Regions from separate parts of the Oncorhynchus mykiss genome. Here region 2 is linked to region 1. Evidence: chromatin contacts called from public Hi-C data. All regions are on one chromosome and are shown on one strand. Each heading gives the region's core, a stretch centred on a gene start, on an enhancer-like site or on the middle of the called end of the contact. The rest is flanking DNA. Distances are from core to core; before and after follow the strand shown. Region 1 holds the start of LOC110503700 (histone H3.3A). Region 2 holds the start of LOC110503705 (heterogeneous nuclear ribonucleoprotein L).

The links. A called contact is a pair of places that touch in the nucleus more often than the background predicts.
Region 2: a contact with region 1 is called in a Hi-C map of blood, with 2.9 times the contacts expected there. The contact joins the promoter of LOC110503705 here to the promoter of LOC110503700 in region 1. A contact is called at or near these places in 2 of 3 Hi-C or Micro-C datasets (blood and liver).

Annotation. Positions count from the first base shown.
Region 1 is chr24:10,006,513-10,011,708 of USDA_OmykA_1.1, reverse strand. It overlaps LOC110503700 (histone H3.3A), which reads left to right and starts at 2,722. Exons shown (of 4, transcript XM_021582162.2): 1 at 2,722-2,855; 2 at 4,301-4,444; 3 at 4,662-4,815; 4 at 5,051-5,196. The coding sequence starts at 4,317. The coding sequence ends at 5,179. It overlaps LOC110503698 (histone H3.3A), which reads left to right. Exons shown (of 4, transcript XM_021582159.2): 2 at 692-835; 3 at 969-1,122; 4 at 1,589-2,348. The coding sequence starts at 708. The coding sequence ends at 1,717.
Region 2 is chr24:10,150,428-10,155,623 of USDA_OmykA_1.1, reverse strand. LOC110503705 (heterogeneous nuclear ribonucleoprotein L) reads left to right here and starts at 2,530. Exons shown (of 12, transcript XM_036961151.1): 1 at 2,530-3,925. The coding sequence starts at 3,716. It overlaps LOC110503706 (serine/arginine-rich splicing factor 7), which reads left to right. Exons shown (of 8, transcript XM_036961153.1): 5 at 19-60; 6 at 264-308; 7 at 431-568; 8 at 2,899-3,334. The coding sequence ends at 2,950.

The DNA.
Region 1 (5,196 bases), core at 1,473-3,972:
ATCTTTGCGTAATTGAGTTACAGATTTGGGTACAATCCGTGTTGTAAACAAATATCAAATTGTAAGCATGTTGATTGGTAGGTTACTTTAAGTGGTATCGGCTACTAGTTACCTGTCAAATTGTACTCTAATATAATTTTGGGATTAACCAGTATTTACGTAATCTGATTACTTCCTTTTTACATTTGGATTAATTTTCCTTTAGAATCGTTAGACAAAAGACCCATCGAACGCTTTGTGTCATTCTAGTGGTCTCTTGTGATCAGGTGGAACAAATTTAAACGTGCCTTTTAACAATGATGAATTGAAAGTCAGATTAGAAAGATGGTTATGTATTTTGTCATAACAGTATTTCTAAATGTAACCGTCTTGTTTTTCAAAAGTATCTAATCGGATGACAATATTTTTGGTAAGGTAACATTAGTTAACTTTGTAATCAGATGACATGTAACAGATTATTCTAAACCCCGTTGATTGGATAGTGTATCCAATCATTAATAGACCAAACAATGTGCTTTTTATGGGTTCATAGAGCTAAAATGTCTCACCTAAAATCAAATGCCTCAAAAGCTTGGCATTTGGAAGTATGACACGTGGCATTTATCAGGCTAACATGGTTTTACGCTGCAATTTGATATCTAGTTGGTTACACTCCCATTAACATTCCTTTCTCAACTTTGCCTTTATTCAGGTAATTTGTAGGAGCCATGGCCCGTACCAAGCAGACAGCCCGTAAATCTACTGGAGGCAAAGCCCCACGTAAGCAGCTGGCCACCAAAGCTGCCCGCAAGAGTGCCCCTTCTACTGGTGGGGTCAAGAAGCCCCATCGCTACAGGTGATGGAGAGTGATGGCACGCATAGTGCCTGAACAGACTTTCACCCACCTGGTGTCGTGGTCTCCTTTAATAATTGTGTAGATGGAGTAAAGGACCACACTGGTTAATTAATTACTGTGTGTTTTACTCCAGACCTGGTACTGTGGCCCTGCGTGAGATCCGTAGGTACCAGAAGTCCACTGAGCTGCTGATCCGCAAGCTGCCCTTCCAGCGCCTGGTGAGAGAAATCGCTCAGGACTTCAAGACTGACCTGCGTTTCCAGAGTGCAGCTATTGGAGCCCTGCAGGTCAGGGTTTATGATTTCTGTTAACCTGCCAAATAACACTAAAACCAGACCTATCGGGAATCTGTACACTCAAAGGGAAACTTCATAATTTTGGCAATGAGGCCCTTTATCATCTTTTGCTGAGTCGGCTGAACTACTGAATGCCATATGCCTGTCCAGTATGAAAAAAGTTAGTTGGGTTTGCGAGCTAATGCTAGTTAGTATTAGCACAATGACAAAGTCTATGGGTATCTGCTAGCATGCTCATAGATGTAAACTTTTAGTCATTGCACTAATGCTAGTTAGCATTGGCTCAAGAAACTTTCTTCATACTGACTCTGGGGAAGTAAATAAAGAGCCTCATTGCCAAAATCCCTTAAGGTGGTGACCTACTGGCAGTCATCTCCCCAAATGTTCAAAGAATGCATTGGTCCATACCAAGAGAGCTTATGCATGTCAGCTGAATTCAACTTTTTTTTGTCTGCAGGAGGCCAGCGAGGCTTACCTGGTTGGTCTGTTTGAGGACACCAACCTGTGCGCCATCCACGCCAAGCGTGTCACCATCATGCCCAAAGACATCCAGCTGGCCCGTCGTATCCGTGGGGAGCGTGCTTAGACGCCTCCCCTTTATTTTTATATACCTCAGTCTGTCTTTTCCTCCCTTCCCACTTATCCTTATAAGGAGCTTGATTTGAGTAATGATGTGACACAAGTAAACTGTAGTCTTGTCCCCCTTAGTTCTCTTAGCAGCAGACTTTTAGGGTACTTTGTATCTGTTTTGAAGCTGATCTGAGTCACACCTTTGTGTATGCAACTCGACACAGCAAAGGGTGCATGCATGAAGCATCTTGGGCAAGCATTTCCCCCTCCTACTATTACATTATGACAGGGTTGGTTTTCTAATTGATAAACATGTGGTGTTTTTACATGTACCCTTTATCATTTTTTTTTACAACTAGTGTTTCTACTGTTTACGTGATACATTTACAAATGGTTAATTGTGTTCTGAAATTGATCAATAAAAATATGACTTTGCATGATTCAAAATATTGCATAGGCCTATGTAGCACAATGTTTATGTATTTCTCCCATGTTTTTATCCTGGTAATATTTTAGTTTCTTTCTCAGGTTGTGATGCCCTTTTCACACTGATTTCGTTTTTTTTTTTTTTTTTTTACATTTTTAAGCAGATATTTGTAAAAATCCAGAATTCTCATACAAAGGTGATAAACTACTGTTCCACAACTGGTTGAGTGAAGTGATTGGCCTGTACTGAGTTGTATGCTGCTGGCAATGGTATTTTAAATAGTGAACCGTTTTAATGTTATTTGAACTGTCATATTCAATGGCAAAAGTACCCACTTGTTTTACTTGCCAAGTAAATATTTTTTAAATAGAAAACGGTGAGTGAAAATCACCAGTATAATACTACTTGACTAAGTATTTGGTTTTAAATATACTTGATCAAATTCCTTACTAAGCACACGGCACCGTTAAATTTTATTTTTTTACGACTAGCCAGGGGCACTCCGGCATCATTTACAAGCATGTCCAAAATCTTTACATCACATTCAGACTTTGCTCGTCTTAATATATTTCTTATAATGGAATTAAGATGTGTGAATTGTTTAGCTATTACTGCATTGTTGGCGCTAGGAACACATTTCGCTACACCCGCAACGACATCTGCTAAATATGTGAGGAGTGAGTCTGCCTGATCAGAGGGCGTAGGGATGACCAGGGACGTTCTCTTGGTAAGTGCATGAATTTGACCTTTTTCTTGTCCTAAGCATTCAAAATGTAACAAGTCCTTTAGAGTGTCGGATATTGTGTGGCGTAAACACTTTGTCCAAAATATAATTAAAGTACAGATACCCCCAAAAATTAAAGTAGTACTTACGTATTTTTACTTAAGTACTTTACACCACTGATTGGGAACCAGACCTTTGACATTGCAGGCTGACATTTGCACAATACTTGTGAATGTAAGGTTGTACGATATAGAAATGCACAATAACTTCAGCATAATAGCTTTCTTGAGCATGGCAAATTGAAAAGCCAAAACGTTTCCACAACATCTTGAGAAAAATATTGATAGCAAGTATGCTATATGTTCGGATATGAAATTTGGAGACTGATATAAAGTAACATTTAGTGGCGTACAAAAAAATATCCAAAGATGTGTCTGAAGCACCACAAATGAAACGAAACTAGAAATGTTTGTATACACTATGGCATTCTGGGAGAAATGATTGACATAGCGGCCATTTTCCCGCTGGACGGTTGTTCCCATTGTGGATACGAGGAAGAAAATACTGACACCGCCAGACAAGCTAAACACTTCTCACATTCTTTTTAACCACTTTTGGTGTAGGTAAGTCAAACACTCGACTGCTTTTAATTTACGTGATCTTCACATTCGAAAAGTTTCAAATTGCTTCAATTGTGGTGTAATTTTGTTGGAGATCCATCTCGTTTTCGTCGTAGAGGAAAATAACAAACCCCACTGTCGAAACGGCACAGAATTGCAGCCTTTTCTACAGCTAGTGCAACTGGATAAAAAAAAATTCAAATTATGCGCGGGTTCACTTCGGTTGTACGCAGGCATTGGTGGTCGAAGTCCGTTTATGTGCCTACATACGAGTTCTCTGAGATGTCTTTTATGTATATTAGTTGTTTGATGATATTGTCAAACAGCTGTTTATTTAAATATCAAAGTTTTAGTGGTACTCCTTTGCTCTTCTGCCTATGGTCTTTATCCCGGTTGCGCATCAAGCAGCCGCCATCGTCACAGCGGAGTGGGCGGGGCAACCAACGTCTAGGAGCTGTAGATTGCGCCTTCTCGTGACAGAACATACGCTGATTGGTCTTAGTCATATGTTTACACAATAAGATTGACTAACCAACCAATGCCGTCGTTTTCCCCCATTGATTGATTGATTGATTGGCCCACTCGACTTTGATTGGGAAAATTCATGTTGTAGACTCTCAACACTTTTTTTGGTTCTAGATGTGTTCAATGACAGTGAGTGGAACACCCAATTACTGTACAGAAATAATCTTGGGGATTTTCACATTTTGTGAAAGTTTTGAATCAGCTAAGGTAATGGATGAATACAAATCCAGTTACTTATTATCAGGTATAATTGCAATGAAAGTGTAAGCTATAGTAATTTTTGTGGTTCTCCCCTTTGTTCAGGTGATTTGTAGGAGCCATGGCCCGTACCAAGCAGACAGCCCGTAAATCTACTGGAGGCAAAGCCCCACGTAAGCAGCTGGCCACCAAAGCTGCCCGCAAGAGTGCCCCTTCTACTGGTGGGGTCAAGAAGCCCCATCGTTACAGGTGAGAGTGACAGTGAGGCTGAAAGGTCTTGCCAAAGCTGCCCTCTGTCCCTGAGCCACACTAATGTTCCTTATTATGACTCCATCACCACCTGATGCAAGAGAGAAGGATTTAGGCCTAAAGAGTTTGATTACATGTTTGACTCTGGATTTCTGTAATGAATCCATACAGTGGTGTTAGTCATGGGATTGTTCTAACTGTGTGTGTTTCCTTCCAGACCTGGTACTGTGGCCCTGCGTGAGATCCGTCGTTACCAGAAGTCCACTGAGCTGCTGATCCGCAAGCTGCCATTCCAGCGCCTGGTGAGAGAAATTGCTCAGGACTTCAAGACTGACCTGCGTTTCCAGAGTGCAGCCATTGGGGCCCTGCAGGTCAGTGCTAACCCCAACTAAGGGACACAAGCTGTCATAAACCACATATCTCAAGTTCGAGGCAGGAAGACTATAATTGCATTATTACTTTTTTTTTTAAATCACACACTAAAGAGGAATGCTTCGATCATGTGCCTGAATGTATGACAAAATATAATTTTACAGGTTGATATTGTCCACACTCTAAGTGTGTTGTTGTGAGCTGTTTCTCCAACCTGTTCTTTGTTGTCTGCAGGAGGCCAGCGAGGCTTACCTGGTTGGTCTGTTTGAGGACACCAACCTGTGCGCCATCCACGCCAAGCGTGTCACCATCATGCCCAAAGACATCCAGCTGGCCCGTCGTATCCGTGGGGAGCGTGCTTAGACGCCTACCTGATTTAC
Region 2 (5,196 bases), core at 1,281-3,780, 140 kb before region 1:
CTCTCTCCTACAATACAGAGGCAGGCACCGCTCCCAATCTTATCCCAAACATCGGAAGAGGTAATTGTCTACGGTTAATTTTGCATGCTGATGACATTGCATTTTTCTTATTGTCATAGGAAGTATAGTCTACATTTCTATTCTGAGCAAGCCTGTTGTTCCTGCAAACATAATCATATGATTGTTTTCATTTAATTTATCTATTAGCTTCAAAACAGGTCATTTTCTTGAAACACTTAAAACACTTCCCACTTCCATATTAGGTCCGGCTCCCCTGTGTGGTCCAAGTCCAGGACATCTGTTAGGAGGTAAACCACGTGTGTATTACAGTTGCACAATAATTTCCTCTTGAAAGCTGTCCTGTCCATGGATCCCATCTGAAGTTGGGGTGCCTGCGTTTTTGCTCCCATGTTTTTTTTTTTTTTTGCAGTCGTTCTCGGTCAGGGTCCCGGGCCAGAGGGCGCTCGGCGTCCCGCTCTCTCTCCAGATCCCGCTCTCCCAGCCATAAGAGGAATAGGTTAGCTCTCTGCCTCGTCAACCCATACCTTCACAGCTGCTCCTGTACTGTGTAAATGCCATGACTTAAAATTATTGTCTTTGCCTTGTAGCCCATATTGTACAATACTGCTAATTATACTTCATTTGGATGATTTGGAATATTGTTTTGCAAATGTGCTGGAAGCCCCCCCCTCCCTCTTTTAATCACATTTTTCAGAGATGACCCTCCACATTCACTCAGCTTAAGTTTAGGTATATTGCTATCTGTTAGACAGGGCTAGGTGTGATCAGGTAAGTCGTGGGTAGCTGCCCCCTCAGACCAGCCTCCACCCGAAGAGCGACAACTCATCAGAGAGATGGCTACTGCTGGAGATGGGGAGGGGAAAGAAATAGTCAGGGACTCTAACACACCCCAAGCTAGAGTGAGGAACACCGTCCCACCCCCTTTATCTTTTCCAAATACCTGATTTTAATGTTATTTTCTCTTGGAGGTCCCTCTCCTAGAATGACCAGGCCAGACCTTGATTAGCTTCAGAGAGTTGCACATAGAGCTAATGAGCCTATACTCCTGAGAAACAGAGGCTGTTTGGGTGACGGCTGGGGGAGCGGGGCTCTTCTCTTTTCTCTTCTCCCTCAGATCCAGACTCAATTTGATTAGCTTCAGAGGGCGAGAGAACCTCAAAAACCCAAAATAGAAATCTGTCGTGATCAGACTCCAGTGACCAATCGCATCAGGCCTTTTTTTAAAGAGTGTGGGGAGTCGACCGACTGCAGAAGCACTGACCAGGGTCATCCTTGCTGTGTTAACGTCCTTCCTGAGGGTGAAAAGGGCTGACCAGAAATCAGCTTGCGCCGTGCTGGTTAAAGAGGTCGCCTGATGAACATTCTGACGAGACACATCCATCCTACGCGCGTACACACAGTTGTTCCACCCACCACACTCCCTCCCAGAACCCACGCACCACAGACTTGAACGCTGAGCCAAGTTCAGTCGACAAGTTAAGGCCCCTTCCCTACCGAGCCCGGCAACTTGATTAGCTTCTGAGAGGGTGAGAAAGGAGAGCTGACAAGAGATCAGACTTCAAGACCCTCCGAGTGTGTCTTCGAGTTCTAGAATCCGTCGCTACTCTGTACATGTTGTTTCTGCCACTGTCTCCAAAGGTAATGAAAACCCAAGAGTCAATGTCTTTCATGATCAGAACGCAGACGTATAGTCTGATACTCCCTAACATACTGTACACTAACATTCAACTATACAGAGCATGCACTGTCCAAATCCACAGGTGTGTGTATGTCTGTCTGTGGGTGGGTATATGAGTGTTAAATATTATCTTTGGATACATATTATCCTGGGTGTAGTGATAAGTGTAGGATTTTTTTTTTAGGGGGAATGTAGATACATTGATGGTGCTTGTCCTGATACTGTATATTAGGTCAACCTATTTGAATGTTTGCACTGTTCCCTTGGGTTTTAAATAAGTGTCTGCACATAGGTGATAGTTTACCATATCGAGGTAGGATTCTAAAGACGTGTGCTTGCAAAAGGCAAGTTTATTTTATTTGGTCAGTGTTTGTTTTGGATGCAATTCTTAGTTCAGATCCTACCATGGTCTTTTGTTTCATTGTGTGAAAATGCAAGGGATGGTTTTATCACCTCAAACCCCCTTTAAAACACCCCAGTCTCAACACCCAGCTCCTTCATTTCCTTGACCTCTGGTACTTTCACTTGTTGATTTAATTATGCAAAATTAGGGTACCCCTCCCTACATGTTATAATTAGTGGATGTTGGCGGTATCCAGTGTAGCTGTAATGTGTTGTATTTATAACGTGTCCTGAGCAAGGCAAACTGGTTGTAGTGGGACACAGTGCATTGTGGGCAGTAGTGGAAAAAGTACCCAATTGTCATACTTGAGTAAAAGTAGACCTTCATAGAAAATGACTCGGATAGCCAGGGGCAAGCTCCAACACTGACATAATTTACAAACGAAGCATGTGTTTAGTGAGTCTGCCAGATCAGAGGCAGTAGGGATGACCAGGGTTGTTCTCTTGATAAGTGTGTGAAGTGTGTGACCATTCTTCTGTCCTCCTAAGCATTCAAAATGTAATGAGTACTCTTTGGCGTCAGGTAAAATGTAGTAAAAAGTACTTTTTATTTGGGAATAAAGTGAAAGTTGTCAAATATAAATAGTGAAGTACAGATACCACTTAAGTAGTATTTTTACTTAAGTACTTTACACCACTGATTATGTGCCAGCAGGGTTGGAGCTGTGATTGGTTCTGAGATGGGTGCTGGGCTAGTTGAGTGGACATGCTGGGACAAGATGGGTGCCGGCCGGGCTGCCTGTTGATTGGACATGCTGTGTCTGCCCTGTTCTTACACCATTCTCTGTCTGTTTCAGTCGTTCCAGATCTCCAAGCCAGAAAAAGAGCCCCACCCCAGGGGAAGATTGATTTGAAGACTAAACTCGTCCCCATCCCCCTCCGACCAACTGGCTTTAGCCTTGCAGCTATTTGTTTTGTCTTTGTTCCCTGCATTGATTAGAATCTACCCCTACCTTTCTGATGCTGTATAATTACACTCTACAGGATTAGTTTCATATCTAACCATGCATCCCTTACATGATGTCACATTCCTAAAATGGCTCTTGTGTGTGTCAAAACAGTTCAAATAGCTAATTTCAGAAGTGGGATTTGTGAACCACAACTTTGTATTTGTTATTATTTCTTATCTACTATATTCAGCGTGGCATTGCGTTAAAGAGCTGTAAGATACTTTAAATGTTGCTTTCCCTTTTTTATGACACTGGCAGATTTTGGAATAAATCGACACATTAATTCAGTATTATTCTTTTGAACATTGGGAACATCTACAGAATGTGTCTTACATGGAGACGTTTTATAGTGAAAAAGGAAATGACATGGTATGTTTGCCATGAGAAATGGTTTGCAGTCAATAAGTTTTCGTTTTCAAACTTACACCCCACCTAATGCGTCGTACATAAAAACAGCCCTTAGCTGTGGCATATTTGTAATCTTGGCTCTTTTCAACCTTGCTGATTAAAGTCCATTCTCAAAAAGCTGTAACCACCTAGATCATTCGCCTGGATTGAAAATGTATTTATTGTAGAAATAAAGATGATCTTCACTTTATTTTTTACAGATAACAGATCAATACAGTAGTAGTGGTTTGAGCTCTGACTATAAGATAAATTGGTGATGGCGTTATTGACGTGCCTTTTAGGCCAATTGGAAACCGCAGCGGACTCTTCAAGGCGGGCCCATGTGTGTGTCTCAATACTTTCCCGTCCATTTCATACGGTCGCTGCTACCAACCTTATTAACTGGGACAACATGGCTATGGCAGGCCGTTATTACGAAGGCGGCAGGGCAACGAAAAGACTAAAAACCAACGACGGAATGACAACGGTAAATGATGAACGCTGATTTCTGTGATATAGCAAAATGCATTTAAGCACATGCATTGCAATGTACTCTTTAAATAACAATCTCACATACTCATGACGCGGCGTTTCAAAAAATATATTGCACCCAGCAACGTTAGCTAGCTCGCTTTCCCTTGTTCCACGATGTTAAACCTTTCGTTCTGTGTGTATGTTTAGCTTAAATTGTCCGTGGAGTAAACAGATCTCAATGTAGCTAGTTAGCTAACTGGCTAGCTAGTTGTTTTTCCAACAATTGTCTAGCTAACGTTAGCTGGCCTTTTTTTCCGTTTGAATGGATGGGAGAGTGCAATTCAGGCCACGCCACAAATCATACAGTAGCTAACGTTAGCTAGCAGTAGCGTTATTGCTTTGTTCTAGCTTAGCGGTTTCGTTTTGCCAAGCAACGAACACGAGTGGGTGTGTTAAATTGAAATAAACCTAGTAAGATGCATTATTGACTCGTTCTTTGATGTAGTCGGTAACTAGTTAGCGAGCTAATTAGTTTGCTACTTTAGCCAGTAAAATGTTTAACGTTCTCGAAATGCACCTTATCGGGGGCCATGTTCTCGTAATATTAGGGATAACAAAATACATTTCCTCACTAATATTCCCAACAGTTTAAACTGAATAGTTACCCCTACTTCATGACATTACACATTAATAGCTGTCCGTGGTGAAGGAAGTTTGAACTCCGCCAACGTAGTTTAGCAAAGCAGGCTTTGTGGAATTCAGCTCTGACCAAGTTTTTTATTTTATCTAACAAGGATAGTTAGTTAACAAATTGTTATTCGATTTAACTCGGGCTCCCGAGTGGTGCAGCGGTCTGAGGCGCTTCATATCAGTGCTAGAGACGTCACTACAGACACCCTGGTTCGAATCCAAGCTGTATCACGTGATTGGGAGGCCACAGGGCAGCGCACAATTGGCCCAGCGTCGTCCAGGTTGGGCCTGTGTATGCATCATTGTTGATAAGAATGTGTTCTTAACTGGCTTGCCAAGTTAAATAAAATAACTTGTGTTTAGCCTCTGTGGTTGCGTGCCTTTGTCGGAATCCATACGTAAAAAAATATCAAATAACGATAACCGGCTTTCGTTGAGATTCAATGGACACAGTCGGTGGTTGTATTTGGTTAACGTTTATTGGATTAGTGTGGATTTCAGCACGCAACAGCACAGGGCATGGCTACCATAGCCTTTCATAGTTTTTATTTGTAAATATTTTTAAATATTGACCTTGATGAATCAATGTAGTCG